2 separate regions of the Mus musculus genome follow, and region 1 is linked to region 2. Evidence: chromatin contacts called from public Hi-C data. All regions are on one chromosome and are shown on one strand. Each heading gives the region's core, a stretch centred on a gene start, on an enhancer-like site or on the middle of the called end of the contact. The rest is flanking DNA. Distances are from core to core; before and after follow the strand shown.

The links. A called contact is a pair of places that touch in the nucleus more often than the background predicts.
Region 1: a contact with region 2 is called in a Hi-C map of the N1E-115 cell line, with 2.2 times the contacts expected there. The contact joins the enhancer-like site here to the promoter of Sgpp2 in region 2. A contact is called at or near these places in 5 of 484 Hi-C or Micro-C datasets (the N1E-115 cell line, cortical neurons, nephron progenitors and 2 more), 2 of 115 datasets of contacts at active chromatin or transcription factors (intestinal villus epithelium and pancreatic cancer cells) and 3 of 9 other capture datasets (adipose tissue, liver and pancreatic islet).

Annotation. Positions count from the first base shown.
Region 1 is chr1:78,394,975-78,398,184 of GRCm38.p6, forward strand. All of the region lies in intron 4 of Sgpp2 (sphingosine-1-phosphate phosphatase 2), which reads left to right. Among named protein-coding and RNA genes, the nearest start is that of Gm51634, 40 kb to the left of the region's middle. Within about 2 kb of position 1,492, at least 51 of the 459 cell types and tissues checked have an H3K27ac peak or open chromatin away from gene starts, as enhancers often do. A contact at or near this core is called in the N1E-115 cell line and pancreatic cancer cells, where this site is marked.
Region 2 is chr1:78,308,737-78,311,685 of GRCm38.p6, forward strand. It overlaps Sgpp2 (sphingosine-1-phosphate phosphatase 2), which reads left to right and starts at 1,610. Exons shown (of 5, transcript NM_001004173.2): 1 at 1,610-1,766. The coding sequence starts at 1,683.

The sequences.
Region 1 (3,210 bases), core at 242-2,741, 86 kb after region 2:
TGTCCTTGGACAGCCTGGTGGGTTGGAATCAGAGCTTCCTTTCTTTTTACACTTTCCTGGGTTAGAGCTGGTGACAGAATCACAGAGCAGCATATTCATTTAGAAGTTGGCCCATCCTTTTACCACATAACCAACAGTTAGTATGGTAAAGAGTCCTTGAGTATTCAGGGTGTGACGTGGGATCCAGCCGGAGAATTGCAGAGCATAGAGCTGGTTGTGGTTTGCCACAGGAACACCATTTCTCATTCCATTCTGTACAAGAAAGATGTCTTTAAGAAGAAATGGGCCTTTGACAGCAGTGTTCATTTCAGCTGTGACACTGCAAGAGACATTAGCAAAAGGCCTTGTCAGGGAAGGACATCTGCCCAGGCCTTCTTGAGTCTCTCCCTGGTGCCAGGACTGAGTTCTCATGTAACAGTGTAAGGATGGGTCATCAGGGGAGAATGCAAAGGGAGTGCCAAACGAGAGCAACAGGAAGCCTCGGGAGAGGCAGGTAAGGCATACAATTAAGAGCCTATAAGGCTGAGATGAGGCTCAGTTGGAGAAACGCTTGCGTAACATTCACAAAGCTGTGGTTCCATCGCCAGAACAGAATAAAATGGGGCATGGGGCACGATGTCAGACAACTGCAATCCCAGCCCCTGGAAGGTTGAAGCCAAAGGATCAAAGTTAAGTTCTCTTCAGTACATAGCAAGCTTGAGGCCGTCGTAGGCTACATGAGGCAATGAAGCAGATTCCATAGTAGATAAAAATATCTAAGTATAAACGAAGACATCCGCCCTGTGTTTCCACAGGTATACCTGCCCTAATCCAGGCCCCAAGCAGTTTGCTGTTTGAGTGAAAGGGGGCCCAGATCTTAGAAACACCAAAGAGGCAGTGAAGAGGGTGCTCTTCTGCCTACCAAGGCTCGGTCCTCCTCGCTCCTCTGCCCCAGCACACACTGCATCTGCTGGTTTCTGAGGTGGGGGGAGGGGAGCAGAGCATTCTCAATTCGCCACACCACTTCTCCACATGACAAAGACTTCTCTGCAGATCCCTTCCTAGACCTCAGTGTGGAACTCTGCAGGACTCTCCTGGGTGTTTTGGCATTTCTTTTTATCTGGTGCTACTTTTTAATTTCCATAGGTTTCCATTTTGGAAAGGAAAAAAAAAATCGACCTCAGGTTAAAATTAAAACCAAAGAAAACGCAGGAATGCGGGGCTCCAGACACACAGAGAGAAAACACACAAATCCACTTCAGTGAAACACAGTTACTTTTTTTTCTCCCTCTCTTTCCTTTTTAAGTGGCTTTTGGAGATGGAGAGGCAGATATTTGTGGGAAGATTGATTGGGCCTCTCATTTAGATGCAAGGAATGGGTTGCAGCCATTCTTAGGGAAGGATGGAGTGAGGGCCCGGGGCTGCTGCTCTCCTCCCTGGTCCCGGTCCACTGTACCCCACTGGCTTTCTCTTACTCAGTTCTGCCCTTGCCTTGCAATTCGACACTGGCTCAGGTCCAGAGTGCATCAGGCTGCAGGACCAGAGCCTGGCTCAGGGCACCATGAGTCATGACATCCTCGTAGCAAAGGGAATGGCTGTTAGCAGAGTGGTAAATTATAGGTTCCTGCAGTTCTGTGCTCAGCTCGATAATTTCTGAGGGGTGTCAGGCTTGGAACGAGATCTAGGGATATCTTGATCTCTAGGAACAAACCCACCTGCTCTCCTGGATCTCAGAGTCTACTGAAGAAAGCAGAAGTGTGAGCTAGTGATAACTTGGCATGGATGCTATAATTAGCAAAGGCCTGAGCCAACTAAGATAATGTGGTTTCTCGCCAGGACCCCTCAGAACAATCCACAGGAGGCAGTGGCCCCACCATCGCTGCCTGTTCAAATCCTGTAGAAATCTTTGCCATTTTTTTTTTTTTGTTGTCTGATAGTTTCATACCTATGTATAACACATTTTAGTTATTTACACCTCTCTTCCCCTCTCTCACTCCCTCCAACTGAAACCTTCTCCCTGAGAAGTCTCCTCTTTACTTTCATGTCTTCTTCATGTGTGGCTCTCTGAATTTAATTAGAGCTTTGTGGTAGTTTGAGTATGCTTGGCCCAGGAAGTAACACTATTAGGATGTGTGGCCATGTTGGAGTAGGTGTGGCCTTGTTAGAGAAAGTGTGTCACTGTGGGCGTGGGCTTTAAGACCCTTTAAGATCCTAGCTGCCTGGAAGCCAGTCTTCTTCTGTTTGCCTTCGAAACAAGATGTAGAACTCCCAGCTCCTCCTGCACCATGCCTGCCTGGATGCTGCCATGCTCCTCCTGCCTTGATGTTTATAGAGTGAACCTCTGAACCTGTAAGCCAGCCCCAATTAAATGTTGTCCTTTTATGAGTTGCCTTGGTCATGGTGTCTTTCACAGCAGTAAAACCCTAACTAAAGCAAACTGCTTCTCCAAGGTGGAAAGCTATTTATTGGATCACTGGACAACGTATCAGTGGCTACCCAACTGAAGAAAATGACTCCTGTTCCACCAGCAATCATTAACAGCTAGTAATCCCTCGGGAGGTGTGGGACCATGTGGGTCCCTCCATAATCCCATGGATATCTTAAAAATACCTCTGGCCATATCTGTATACCCACAGCTATTAGCAGCATTAGTTACAATAGCAAAGAAAACCAAAATTTGGAAACAACCTGTGTCTGCTGTTGAATGAAGAGATAAATAAAACGTAGTATATACCTACAGTAGAATATTATTCAGCCTTATATAAGCAGGAAATTATGATTCATGCTATAATGTCAACAGAAATTATTTCTTGAATATAGAAGATGGATTTTGCTCTAGAACGAGTTCTGGAGGTGCATGCTGGGGTGGTTGCACAGAAGTGTTGTACTTAACACCATTTGAAATTGGTCAAGATAGTGAAATGCCTATGATGCTTGTCTGTAGGAAAATTAAATCAAAAGTTTTACTCGGGGCTGGGCAGGTAGCTTGATGGGTAAAGATGTTTGCCACACAAATATGATGACCTGAGAAACCCAAAACCCGGGTAAAGCCTGGTATAGCAATCCCAGAACTCCTATGGGGAGATGGGGGAGAGAGGTGGAGACTCCCTGGAAGCCCACAGGCCAGGTAGCCTGATGTAGGTACCCAACAAACCAATAGACTCTGTCTCAAGGTGGAAGGCCAGGAATGGTACCCAGGTTGTCCTCTAACCTGCACAAGTACACCATGTA
Region 2 (2,949 bases), core at 360-2,859:
CCATTTAGGAGACATGCAATTCAAGGGTCTTCCTGGGAGAACATATTCTTTAAATGTATAAAGGCTCAGGTTGGGAGCTACTGTAATGTCAGCTGTTAAAATCAAACTTTGGGGGTGGGAGAGGACTGAAATGCTGGCTCAGCAGTTAAGAGCACTGGCTGATCTTCCAGAGGTCCTAAGTTCAACTCCAGCAACCATATGGTGGCTCACAACCATCTGTAATGGGATCTGATGCCCACTTCTGGTGTGCTCATACACATAAAAATAAATAAATAAATCTTTAAAAACAAAAATCACTACAGCACTAGGGGTGGAGGCAACTGCCTTTTCAGCCACACATGACTGAGTATGACATAGGGCTGCATTTTCCTCTGGAAGAGGAAAGAAAATAGAATCTCTGAACAAGCCACTGCTGACTTAGCGACCTTGACATGTTCTCCAGATAGGACTAAGGAACAAGGGAGTCAGAAAACTGGAATGAGAGGGGACCAGATCATCTTCACGTATCAGGAACCGAAGACTTCCCAGCCTAGAAGGACAACTGGATAAGCAAGGGTGGTGGCAGGTGTTCATGCACGGTCCTTTATTCCGCCAAATAGCAGGCTTTAAAAGGGCGGCCAGGAAACCCCCCCCCCCCCCCCCGCAGCCTTCTGTTCCCAACTAAGGATTGGATTATAGTTTTGCTGCAGGCCAATCACCTGGCCCTCGTTTAACTGTTGCTTCTCACTCCCTGCAATGAGGTACAGAGGTCATCTTAGGATCTCAGAGACCCGGAAGGGAGGTTTAGGAAAGCTCAGGAAAAACCATCTGCAGGACGTTTCCTTTGCTCTTCTAAGCAGTGGCTGGCGCCTGGTAGTCGCTCAGTACCTTGTTCCCTTTGGGTCTAAAGTCTTCCCAAGGCCAAAAGGGAGGAGGTATGTGGGAGGGAGGGAGAAAGAGAGGAAGAGAGAGAGAGAGAGAGAGAGAGAGAGAGAGAGAGAGAGAGAGAGAGAGAGAGAGAGAGAGAGACCACACACACACACACACACACACACAGCGGGTAGGAGAGAGAAAGAGATTTCTATTTTTCCATAAAATCACCCGGGTTGACTCTCCGCATTTCTGCTATTCTTTCTCAAATTTGAATGAGGTGACTGGCCTGTGAGAAGGAAACATTTCAGGAAGTTTAGAAATCACTGAGAATTCTCCCTAGGAACCAGACTCCCTGGGAATTAAGTCTTTCAGAAAACAAGCAAAGGTTGGGGCAGGGAGCTGGGATGTGGGGGACACATGTGTAGTGGCGACCAGTTTCACCTTGAACTCCAGATTTGAAAGGAGGGTCACAAAGCGTCCAGGCTTCCGGCAGCACTTGGAAGGATGCGCGGGAGTGGGGATGGCGCATAGGTCATGCACGTGGACCCGTCCACGCAGTTGCAAGCACACTCTCCAGCAGGCAGGTAAGGGGCTGGGGCCGCCCGGTTGGCTAGGAAGGGGACGGTGACGTGTGCAAGGTGGTGGCGGACACCTGGGCTTGCCCGCGTGTAGGGCGGGCGCTAGGACCCGGGTGGCGCACCTGTTGGCTGGCACCGCGCCCCGCCCGTCCTGCGCTGGGAGCATCGGGCTGCGGAACGCGAGGCCAGGGCGCACGCTGAGGACACGGACGCGCGTGGCTGCGGGTCGGAGGAACGGGGTCACGGCTCACCATGGCCGAACTGCTGCGGAGCCTGCGGGATTCACAGCTCGTGGCGCGCTTCCAGCGCCGCTGCGGGCTCTTCCCAGCGCGGGAGGTCAGTCCTAGGGAGAAGGGCCTTTCGAAGTGGGCGACAGGGGTCCCGGAGGTCTCTCATCTCTCCGACAACCGGGATTCGGTGTCTGCCGTTGGGGAGGAGGGCGACGGCCGCCTGCTTACCTGCGGCTCCGGGTGACTCCTAGATGGGGATTGGAGGGCTCCAACCGCCGCCACCCGGCTTCCATCCTAGGAAGGGCACGGCGGGGAACAGTCACCCGATGCCACCCTTTCTCGCTGCAGGTGGCAGTCAGTCACTTCTTTTCAGACACCACCTTTGCATGCATCCGCGGAAAGACTTTCTACTTTAATTACTTTAGTGAGTAAGTTCGTTAGATTCCACCCAAAGTGTGAGAGTTACGTAACTGAAAAGAGGAGCGGGGATGTCCTTGGCACTTCCCTGGGACACAGCCTGAGAACTCCTCAAAGTCCTTAGGTTGCTGCCGCATCCCCCCTTCCTACTCCGTGCAGACATCCCAGTCGCGCGCTTTGCTTTGCTGAACACCCGCCCTGGACTCCTCTGGGAATTCACAGCCCCGCCCCCCAGCTAACCTAACCTCAGAGATGGGAGTTCAACACTGTCTCCCTCCCGACGTCCCCCTAGTTTTGGAGGCACTGGTTGGTCTTTTATGATTGGCTCTTACGGCCTTTTCGGTAGATGCTTTGCATCCGGAGCAAGGTTATACAACCCTACTGCAGCTTTGCGTTATGAGGTGCACAGGGACTCCTCCAGGCTGAAAGGACCAGGCAGGCGGCAGATGGCAGCTAGGAAAGCTTGTCTCCCTTGGGCACCACCAGCAGCTGCCCTTTCCCTCGGCTTAAGTAGAAAATAACAAACCAGGACAGAAGCAATTCTACTCCGCCTCCCCCACCCCCCTTCTTCAGTGTTTTATTCTTTCTGAGAGATTCTGGTGACTGGAAGGTGACACGTCCTTATATATAGATAACTACTTAAGAACCTGGCGCTTGTGTAGGACAGAATAATAGAGGCATCAAATTACAGAATTCATTTGAAAAGTGGCAGTAGGCTAGTTGTGTATTCTCAGCTAGAGAAATTCTTCAAAATATTTTCACTTTATAGTTACTTCACGGCATGCTGATAGCTTTGAGATTAATTCAAGACATCTCTCTTTGCCAGAGCCTTGCCTCAAAAGGTGCTAGCACATAAGCCCAATGCCCCACCC